Regions from separate parts of the Gossypium hirsutum genome. Here region 1 is linked to region 2. A link is a contact called in public Hi-C data. All regions are on one chromosome and are shown on one strand. Each heading gives the region's core, a stretch centred on a gene start, on an enhancer-like site or on the middle of the called end of the contact. The rest is flanking DNA. Distances are from core to core; before and after follow the strand shown.

Region 1 (4,487 bases), core at 1,106-3,605, 450 kb before region 2:
GAGTTTGAATTCAACACACCAACTTCATTCTTGATAAGAAAAATCCAAATTTAATAGCATTTTATTCGATAATTAGTCAAAAATAAATATATTAAAAATCGAATTTATCTTGCTATCAACCACTAAAAAACGAGATGTTACAGGTAAGTACTCACAAATCCTATGGCATGCCAACTATATCCAACGGTCTCAAAAAATCACAAGGCCAAAATATCCGCAATTAAACATATATTTATTATCGTTTTCTGCACATTTTCACTGCACATTTACATCGCTAACACAACATCATCACTGTCATTCCTCATATTAAATATGCCCACAACTAACACATTTACAAGAGCTATCACAATATATATTACATGTCACATTATCACAACTTAATACTCAACTCACATCACATAATCACATATTTTGCAAATTAAACGAGGCGTATAAGAAAGATTACACTCGGAACTTAGGTTAGGGGTTTAGGCTACTCCTAAGCTCCCATTTAACACTATGAATCGTGATTACAAGCAACGATTCTAAACACTCACCGTTAGCACTTTCATCTAGCCGTCGAAAGCTTAAACTAGATTTTCCTTTCCTTTCGCCTTGCTCGTCGAAGGCTCCAATGATTTTGAATCTTCGCCAAAATAAATCATAAACCAAACAGAATTACTTCTCAGCCATAGACTCACCTAAAGCAACAAAACACGTATGCTTAAGCTAGTTCCTGTTGAAACTAAAATTTTCAACTAACATAGTCGAAACGCAAAAATCTCAATTCCTACTCATTCCCTTTGCTTAAAACAGATTCCAATCATCTAATTACTTACCTAAGAATGATTCTCAACCTTCAAACCACTCTAAACTACTCAAAATCATGGCTCCTAAATTTTGACCTATAATGGTCATTTTTCATGAAAACTTAGCAAAACCTTAAAAGCTTTTAACAGAACTTTAAGGAGAGTTTAGAAACCTTCTAATCACATTAAAACAAGTTGAAAAATACTTCAAAACATTGATTTCATTCAAAATCTCGAATTTCACTATTAACGTCTCAAATTTCGGCATTTACACAAAACCTTTGATTTAATAGATTAAAACTTGATTTAAATAGCTAGAGTTCATTAAAAAAAACTATTAGGAAAAATAAACATTACCTTGATTAATGGGAAAACAAGCGTTTGATTGAAAATTTGAAAAAAACCCACAAGTTGAATGACAAGGAAATTAATGGTGTTCTTTGTGCTGTTCTTGGTTTTCAAAGGGTGTTTTAATGCTAGGAAGATGATAGAAAACAAGGGATTGGAGTTTTGAAGATTGAAATTGAAGAATGAAGGTTTGGGGTTTTTTCTTCCTAATGAACGACACAAAATAAAAAGATAACGGGTGCTTTCTCTCTCTATTTTTCAACCTCAAAAATAGGGTGAAAAGGGGAAAATATGAGTTGATTTTAAAACTTGGTATAATTGCCTTAAAGCTACTCCTAAATTAAACTCTTTTACAAAACAATCCTTTTTTTTTAAATTTAAAGCTTATTTCACACTATTTTCATAAATTAGTTTAAATTTTCTAAAGCCATAGACGGATATATTTTCGGGTTACCACATTCTGAATTTTCAAACTCATTTCGTGCCATAATTTCAAAATTATCCTCAAAACTTCTATACCCAATTTCGAGATGTGACAATTGAAGTTGTAAAGCATCTAAGGTTAATAGCTCAGCTAAGCTCGATCAAGTTTGTATTACTTTGATTGTATAATCATAACTAATGACATGTACTTAAGTTTAGTCTTGAGACTTAGTACCTATTTTTATGGTTTCGTATGTGTTGATAATTGATTTATAAGGTTTTAGATGAAGAATTTCTATGCTCAATTAGTTGATGAATATGCATGTTTACAAGTGTTACTTTATTTAATATAGTTGGAAATGTATGAGATTTAATTTCTTTGATTTCTTGTTACAATGATAAATGAAATAAAAGTTAATATATTTACTTCAATAATATAATGTAATGTCACATATTTAGATTTAATGATTAAGTTAGGTGTGATATGTCACAATAAAAGTAACTTAAGTGAATTTAAAGTTAAATTCTTACTTTTTACTATACGATTTCTTAGAGTAAAATTCTAACACTTTGACACATACGAGTACAATAGAATTTTTAGATTAATTTTACTCTTATTTCATTTGAGAAAAACTTTACGACACAACAGTAAGATTATTTAAATCTTTTCCTGGGTCAAGCTCGTCATTTGAATAACGAAAAATTTTGATATATTTTCTCTTAGTCTCACAGCACGGTGACAAAAGTATGTGTCACAGGCCCACAAGATGTTAACCTCACAGCGCCTATCGAACCTAAACTCTCCAATCAAATCAAAGATGCATCACGCTTTTTAAGAAACTGACCTAAAACCTCGCCGTCTATTGAGAGTCTGCACGCTTTGACCCTTCGGCTTTCAAAAAATTTTCAACACACAAAATTGGTTTTAACAATTAAACACAATCTAAAGCGGTGTTGGTAGCAGCCGTTGCACGGTTTCGTGGCTGATCCTCTCTTGTTTCAAATCTTTGTTGTAAGTTCATTCTTCCTTTTTGATTCTTCAAGTTATTGTTTTAGTGATTATGGTACTCAATCTAGGTGCGAGTGTTAATTGAAATCTTATGTTCTTACGGTGTGATTTCTGTATTTTTTATATGAGCCGTACTATTTTCGTTTCTTGGAACTTTTCGGTTTCTTGCTTGCTTGCTTTGTTTATTTTAACAGCATTTTGGCCCTGAATGTGCTTGTAAAGCTGTTTCTTGTTTTAATAATTTTGGCACTTGCTTTTTGTTGGCAAAAAGCTAAAATTACATTTGGATATGTAAGCAAATTATACTTGTGAAGAATTGAGTAGTAAAAGTTTGGATTTCATGGATAAAAAAAATGCTTGGTTTTTCTAAACACGACATGTGAAATGAATTTTGAACTAGAAATTGTTGTATCATCGTCCCATATGCATTTGCTCTATAATTTATTCACCTGCTTTTCATTTCCTCTCAAGTAGAATGTTTCCAGAGCTGAAGTAATGATGATATCTTTATGGCATTTCAGGCTGTGGTTGATTGCCCTTCTATCAGGATGGCTGGACCAGCACCATTCGTAGATCTGGGAAAAAAAGCCAAAGGTATCAGCTGCATGTGCCTTTATTTTTTCTTGTCCGGTATTGTATGTTTATATACTGTTTGGTATGCTTGCACTTGTCATAATCTTACCAGAAATTATTTTTTTTATTGGCAACTCAAACTGATTTGATGCGTAATGAAGATGGGAAGCAGCTTCTCAGAAAAGCATGGTTGGGTAGAGGAATTGAAAAGATTAATGTAGTTAGGTTTTTCAAACACTTAATAAACCAAAGAAAATGCATATATTTATGTGATAGATAACCAACACAATTAATTACTATTATACTAGTACACTGAGGATTAACATTTGCACCATTACCTTAGTAAGATCATAGATAGATTTTACTTTTTCTGTTAGTGATATGATGAATTGCCTTTCTTGGTCTGAGACTGTTAGGGACTTCTCTTGCTATTTGTAACTTTTGATGACTATTAGTTAGTACTTACCGTAGCTGCTTGTTTGTCTGTCATATTGGCCTGCTGTTATTTTCTTTTAGCTTTCACAGACTAATTATTTCCAAATATGTTTATGCAGACCTCCTGACAAAAGATTACAATTTTGACCAGAAGTTTACTCTTTCAATGCTGAGCACCACGGGAATGGTAGTGTTTCCCCTATAAAACTTGTTTAACCTTTTACTGAACTGCTTGATTGGTTTACTAAATTCTTGGACAGAGCTTGATTAAAGTGCTTGAAAACTTAAAATTTTGCTTTGCTAAATGTTATGGCTTGAGAATATATAGTTGGTTTGGTAAATATTAGCAGAATGATTATCTAGGTTTTCTCATATGAACATTGTGCTCTTGGGATGCTTTGTTTGGCCTGATGTAAATTCCTTTCTGTTTAGCAATCTTCCTTGTGTATGTCCATGTTGTGCATTTATATGTGAAGGAATCAAACACAGGAAGCCCCTAATTTCATAATTATTTCAATTTTTTCTCTGCTAGTCATTACTCTGTTGTTAAAATGGATGACATTGGTAATTAAGTTATCATCTGACTATGGGTTGTGAAAGTTTTCATTAAAATGGGTGATGACATACTTAAAATTTTGTGATGTTGTAACAAAAACCACTTATGTTCTGTCCCTGCAATTTCGCCTTCTTCAATTCCTTAATCTTTTGTTTGTTTTCTTCCCATATGAGTTGAAACAGTCATGGATTCTGTTCCTTGTATTACATACTAATCTTCATTTTTCTTTTAGTACTTGCAAGTGTTAAAAAAGTGTGATGGAACTGGCTGTTTATACTGTTCAACTTGGAGCAAGTGGTCTGTCCAGTCTGATACATTTAACAAAAAGAAAATGAGCGTTTGGTGAACTAGTTGC
Region 2 (4,479 bases), core at 1,159-3,658:
GATGCGAAGGGGTTGTTGTTGCTTCCTTAGCTAAATTTTCAGTTCCTTTACCTGCACTTGTAACCCATCTCGAGAGCCCACATTTTCGACATGTTGTAGCATTTGCATCCGAAGCCCAATATAATATACAATCATTTGGACATGCATGAATCTTGATATAACCAAGATAAAACTTCTTGAGAGTTTACTTTGATTCATAATATGTTGCACGGAGGGAAGTGTGAAAAACATTATTTAATAAATCTAGTAATTTGGTAACTGATTTTTCTAACCACCCATTCAAGGCCTTTATATGAAAGAGTCACAAGATGAATGATATGGTAGAGTATTTTTGACAATTGGGATAAAGAGGTACCTTACAATTATCTATAAGATTGTTGATTTCATTGGTGGTTTGTCCAACATCCTCAGAAGGAAGCAAAGTGGAATCAACATCACTTCCACCATTAACATGATCACTGTGACTAATTTCATCTCTGTCATGTACTGGCACATTTAATCCAATAACCTCCATTGTCAAGTCCCTAGTTCCTAAATCAATATCAGTATTATTTAAACTTCTCGTATGACTTGCCATATTGGGGAATTTGATGGAAAAATTGATGCAAAAGTTTCGCCATGAAAAATACATCTCTTATACCCTTTCACAAAACAATATAGTCAAAGATGATTATGTACAACTTTGGGGTGGAAGGGAAATCTATTAGATCACTTCTTGCACAGACAATAAATGTTCTGGTTGTTTATGCTATTCTTGGTGGTAAATTCAATGAACGAAATTATTCCATTCATGTAAACCATGCTAAATTTGGGAGCATTAATCCAACTTTTGTCCAATGTCTACATCATAAACAATACATTGACTTAGCCATTTTAACAAATATATAAGGTGCATGTTCAGTAACAAACTTATTCATTATTTGCAGATGTACATATAAAATACTTATATCACAAATTCATTCATGCAATGGATATTTGGAATAATATACATAAAATTAAATAAAATAACCCTTATTAAACTTGATATAAGTGGATTTGAAATCGTATAGATGGATAAATTTTCAAGAAAGTAAAGATGGACATACCATTGTCTCTACTCCAAGATCATGAATTCGTAAGGAAGTGAAAATTAGGGAGAATGAGAGATTGACGTTGGAAGAAAGAAAACAAGATTCAAGAGACTTACGAAGAAAGCAAGAACAGAACATTTAGGTGTTTAAGTTTTGGAAAACAATTTAGAGACCTACGAAGATGATGATTGACGTCTCTACAATCAACAACTTAGAAGACGCAAGAAAGCGTCTCTATAGGTACTCCAGAGAGACACAGCTTAGGGTCTCCATTGGTTAATTCCAAGGAGACGTGGCAGAATCATCTCCTTAAGTTAGGCCTAAGGAGACGCGCCGTGGTGATGTCTCTTCAATGCCTACCTAAGGAGACCTACTTATGTGCATCTACATATTGATGTGGGTCAATTTAAAAAGATGAAACCCTGATACGTCTCAAGTCATGTGTCACCTTTAACATGTTTTTTGTAGTGTAAAAAACATTGAAATTTATCTTTCCATCAATGATCAAACCCTTGAATTAATTGAAGAATTTATTTTGACTAAAGTTTTATCTCATTCCCCTCTTCCCAAAATTTTGATTATTGCTTTCTTTGTTTTTTTTTCTAAATTCTTAATTTTAATTTTTAAATTTTTCTTTAAACAAAACCCCATTCCTCTTTATTTTATTTGTTTTAGTTGTAGGAATAAAATATCCATCGATTTCTATGGATTTGACTTTACTTGTTGTTTTTATTAATTATTCTTTTTGAAATAGATTTTATTTTTGACGGCTTCGACAATTGTATATTGCTTCAAAAATTTGATAAGAGATTTATGATTTGTATGGCTTACCTTAAAATAAAATACTCAAAGTCTATGTTGAGTCCTTATACTATTATGTAAGTTCATTTTTAGTCTTTTTACTAAAAATTGCTCAAGATTTATCTTTATACATTAAAATATTATTCAAATTATGACATCATTACAAATTATTATTAAGTTACTGATAAATTTGGTAAAATATATCATATTCAACTGATTTATTCATGACTTGGCCTTTAAAAAATTTAAGCATCTCCTAAAAAAACATATGTATTTTTGAACTACCATATGATTGGAAAAAGAATACCTAACTTAAAAAGTTTTCTCAGCCACACAATAATTAAAAAGTACATGAATTTTTTGGATATAGTTGAGTTTTTTTGGTGATAATATATATTTGTTCAATTTATTAATAATTTAAGCACAAATTGTAATAGTGTCATAATTTAAAATAAAAATTAATATACGAGGAGTGATGTTTTTAGAGGTTGAACTTAATATAAGTATTCTGAGAGTAAATTGGAAGAAAGCCCAACAACGTCTTGAGAGGTTTGGGCCCATCACACCCAAACCACCGGCAAGTTCAACATCTCCCTGAAGGCAGTCCCCTCTCCTTGTTTTCACTGCAAACAAAACCTAATCGCAGAGATCCAAAGTAAGACTCATCCGTGGATCCCATTTGAAGGCTGTAATTTCATAGCCCTGGTGGATCTGCCCTACCAGATCGATACATCATCCATAATTCGAAAATAAAACAAAAATGTCGTGCTTGGCTCTCTCTCTCCAGCCAGCCAACGGATCTGACATCCTTCTCCAAACCCGAGAATGGTTCCCTCCTGCCCGTGCTCTAATTGCTCTCCACGCCTTCCGCCAGACCCGTCTTGCCTTCTCCAACAAGTCCCCTTCCTCCGTCGCTGCTACCTCCTCCTCTTCCTCCTCATCTACTGCCGAACCTAGTGCTGCCACTGAATCCATCGGCGACGACCCCCTTTCCGCCTCCAGTGGCCAACTAATCGTCGGCGTTGAAAGTAAGTATCGCGTTGTTTACCGCCTTGTAAACTCCATTTACGTCCTCGGAATCACTACTGCCGATCACGACAATTCGATCAACGTATTTGAGTGCATAAATATCGTTAACCAAGCCGTTAGTGTCATCGTAACGGCCTGCCGTGGCGTCGACGTCACCCCTGAAAAGCTCGCCCGAAAATACGCCGAGGTTTACATGGCACTCGACATCGTCCTACGTGGAGTCAGCAACATCCGTCTCGCTGCCATGCTCTCCTATATGCACGGCGACGGGATTGCCAAGATGGTCCATTCTGCACTCGACACTGAAGCCAAGATCCGTGGTGCTGAAACGTGGCCTGCCGTCGAACTTCACTCCACCGAACACCAATCCAACATTGAAGCCTTTTCCAATGCGAGTTTCGAATTGCCTCCGGAAACTCTAGCGGCTGGCGATCAGAAAGTTTCAACGATTGTACCTCAAAGTACAATTGAGCAAGACGAGAAAATGATTAAAGCAGAGGAATCAGAAGCAGAGAAGGATCCATTTGCTGCCAGTGAGGCCATAAATAAGCAAGAAGATTTAGTTGGAGGGTTTAAGAAGACGAAGGATCCATCAGCTACTGATTTAACATTGGCGTTGGCAGGGTTAGAGGTGACTACATTGCCCCCGGCTGAAGCAACCCAATCTACGGACATTACTGTTGAAGGATTTGAGGGGAAGTACGGAGGAATTGAGTTTGGCAGTGAACAGGCTACTCTTGGAGAAGCTTTTGAAGGGTTTACTGATGCTTGGGGTGGTGGCTTGGATGCTTCGGAGTTTTTGGAAAATAAAAAGGTTAAGAAACAGGAAGGGCTCAGTGGGCTTGAACTTTTGCAAACTGGGGATAGTGCTGCCCCAACTGCAGCTGCGGCTGGTGCTGATGGAGGGAAGTCTCTTGAGAATCTTTTGGTGAAGAGTACTGAGATGAAAGGTCCCGAAATGTATATTTCAGAGGAGATCAGTGCGGAGTTTAGGGAATCATTGCTAGCTAGAGTTGGACTAATGGGTGTGGTTTACTTGAGAACGATGCCTCCTAAAGTTTGTGGTGATAAGGATACTGAGTTTTCGTTTCGTGTTGAAGGAACTAGTTCGGTTAAGAGGTTTGTTATACAGAGTTCTCAGATTAGTAGCCTAGGAAATGGAATGTTTCATGTTAGAACTGCCCCATCTGAGGAGCCTATACCAATTTTGAAGTACAGTTTGTTACCTAGGTTGACACCATTGCCTCTGAGAGTTAGGTTGATCAAGCGTCTTAGTGGGACATTACTTTCTGTGATGATACAGTATGTTTCAAATCCGGAGTTATTAGCACCATTGACTGATGTAACTTTTGTCCTGAAATTGCCCGTTGATCCAACATTGTTAAAGGTTTCACCTAAAGCTGTGTTGAACAGATCAGAGAGAGAACTGAAGTGGCATGTGCCAGAGGTTCCACTGAAGGGTACTCCTGGCAAATTGAGGGTAAGGATGCCTTTGGATTCTGCTGACATTGATGAAGAACTAGAAGTTGTTGGTTATGTAAAATTTTCAGTGCAAGGAGCTACTTCATTATCTGGGGTC

The links. Hi-C and Micro-C count contacts between places; a contact is called where the count stands out from the background.
Region 1: a contact with region 2 is called in a Hi-C map of leaf, with 2.7 times the contacts expected there. The contact joins the promoter of LOC107893556 here to the promoter of LOC107907561 in region 2. A contact is called at or near these places in 3 of 34 Hi-C or Micro-C datasets (all in leaf).

Annotation. Positions count from the first base shown.
Region 1 is chrA08:29,978,790-29,983,276 of Gossypium_hirsutum_v2.1, reverse strand. LOC107893556 (mitochondrial outer membrane protein porin 4) reads left to right here and starts at 2,355. Exons shown (of 7, transcript XM_016818587.2): 1 at 2,355-2,571; 2 at 3,090-3,162; 3 at 3,696-3,763. The coding sequence starts at 3,117.
Region 2 is chrA08:29,527,095-29,531,573 of Gossypium_hirsutum_v2.1, reverse strand. It overlaps LOC107907561, which reads left to right and starts at 2,408. Exons shown (of 1, transcript XM_016834971.2): 1 at 2,408-4,479. The coding sequence starts at 2,632.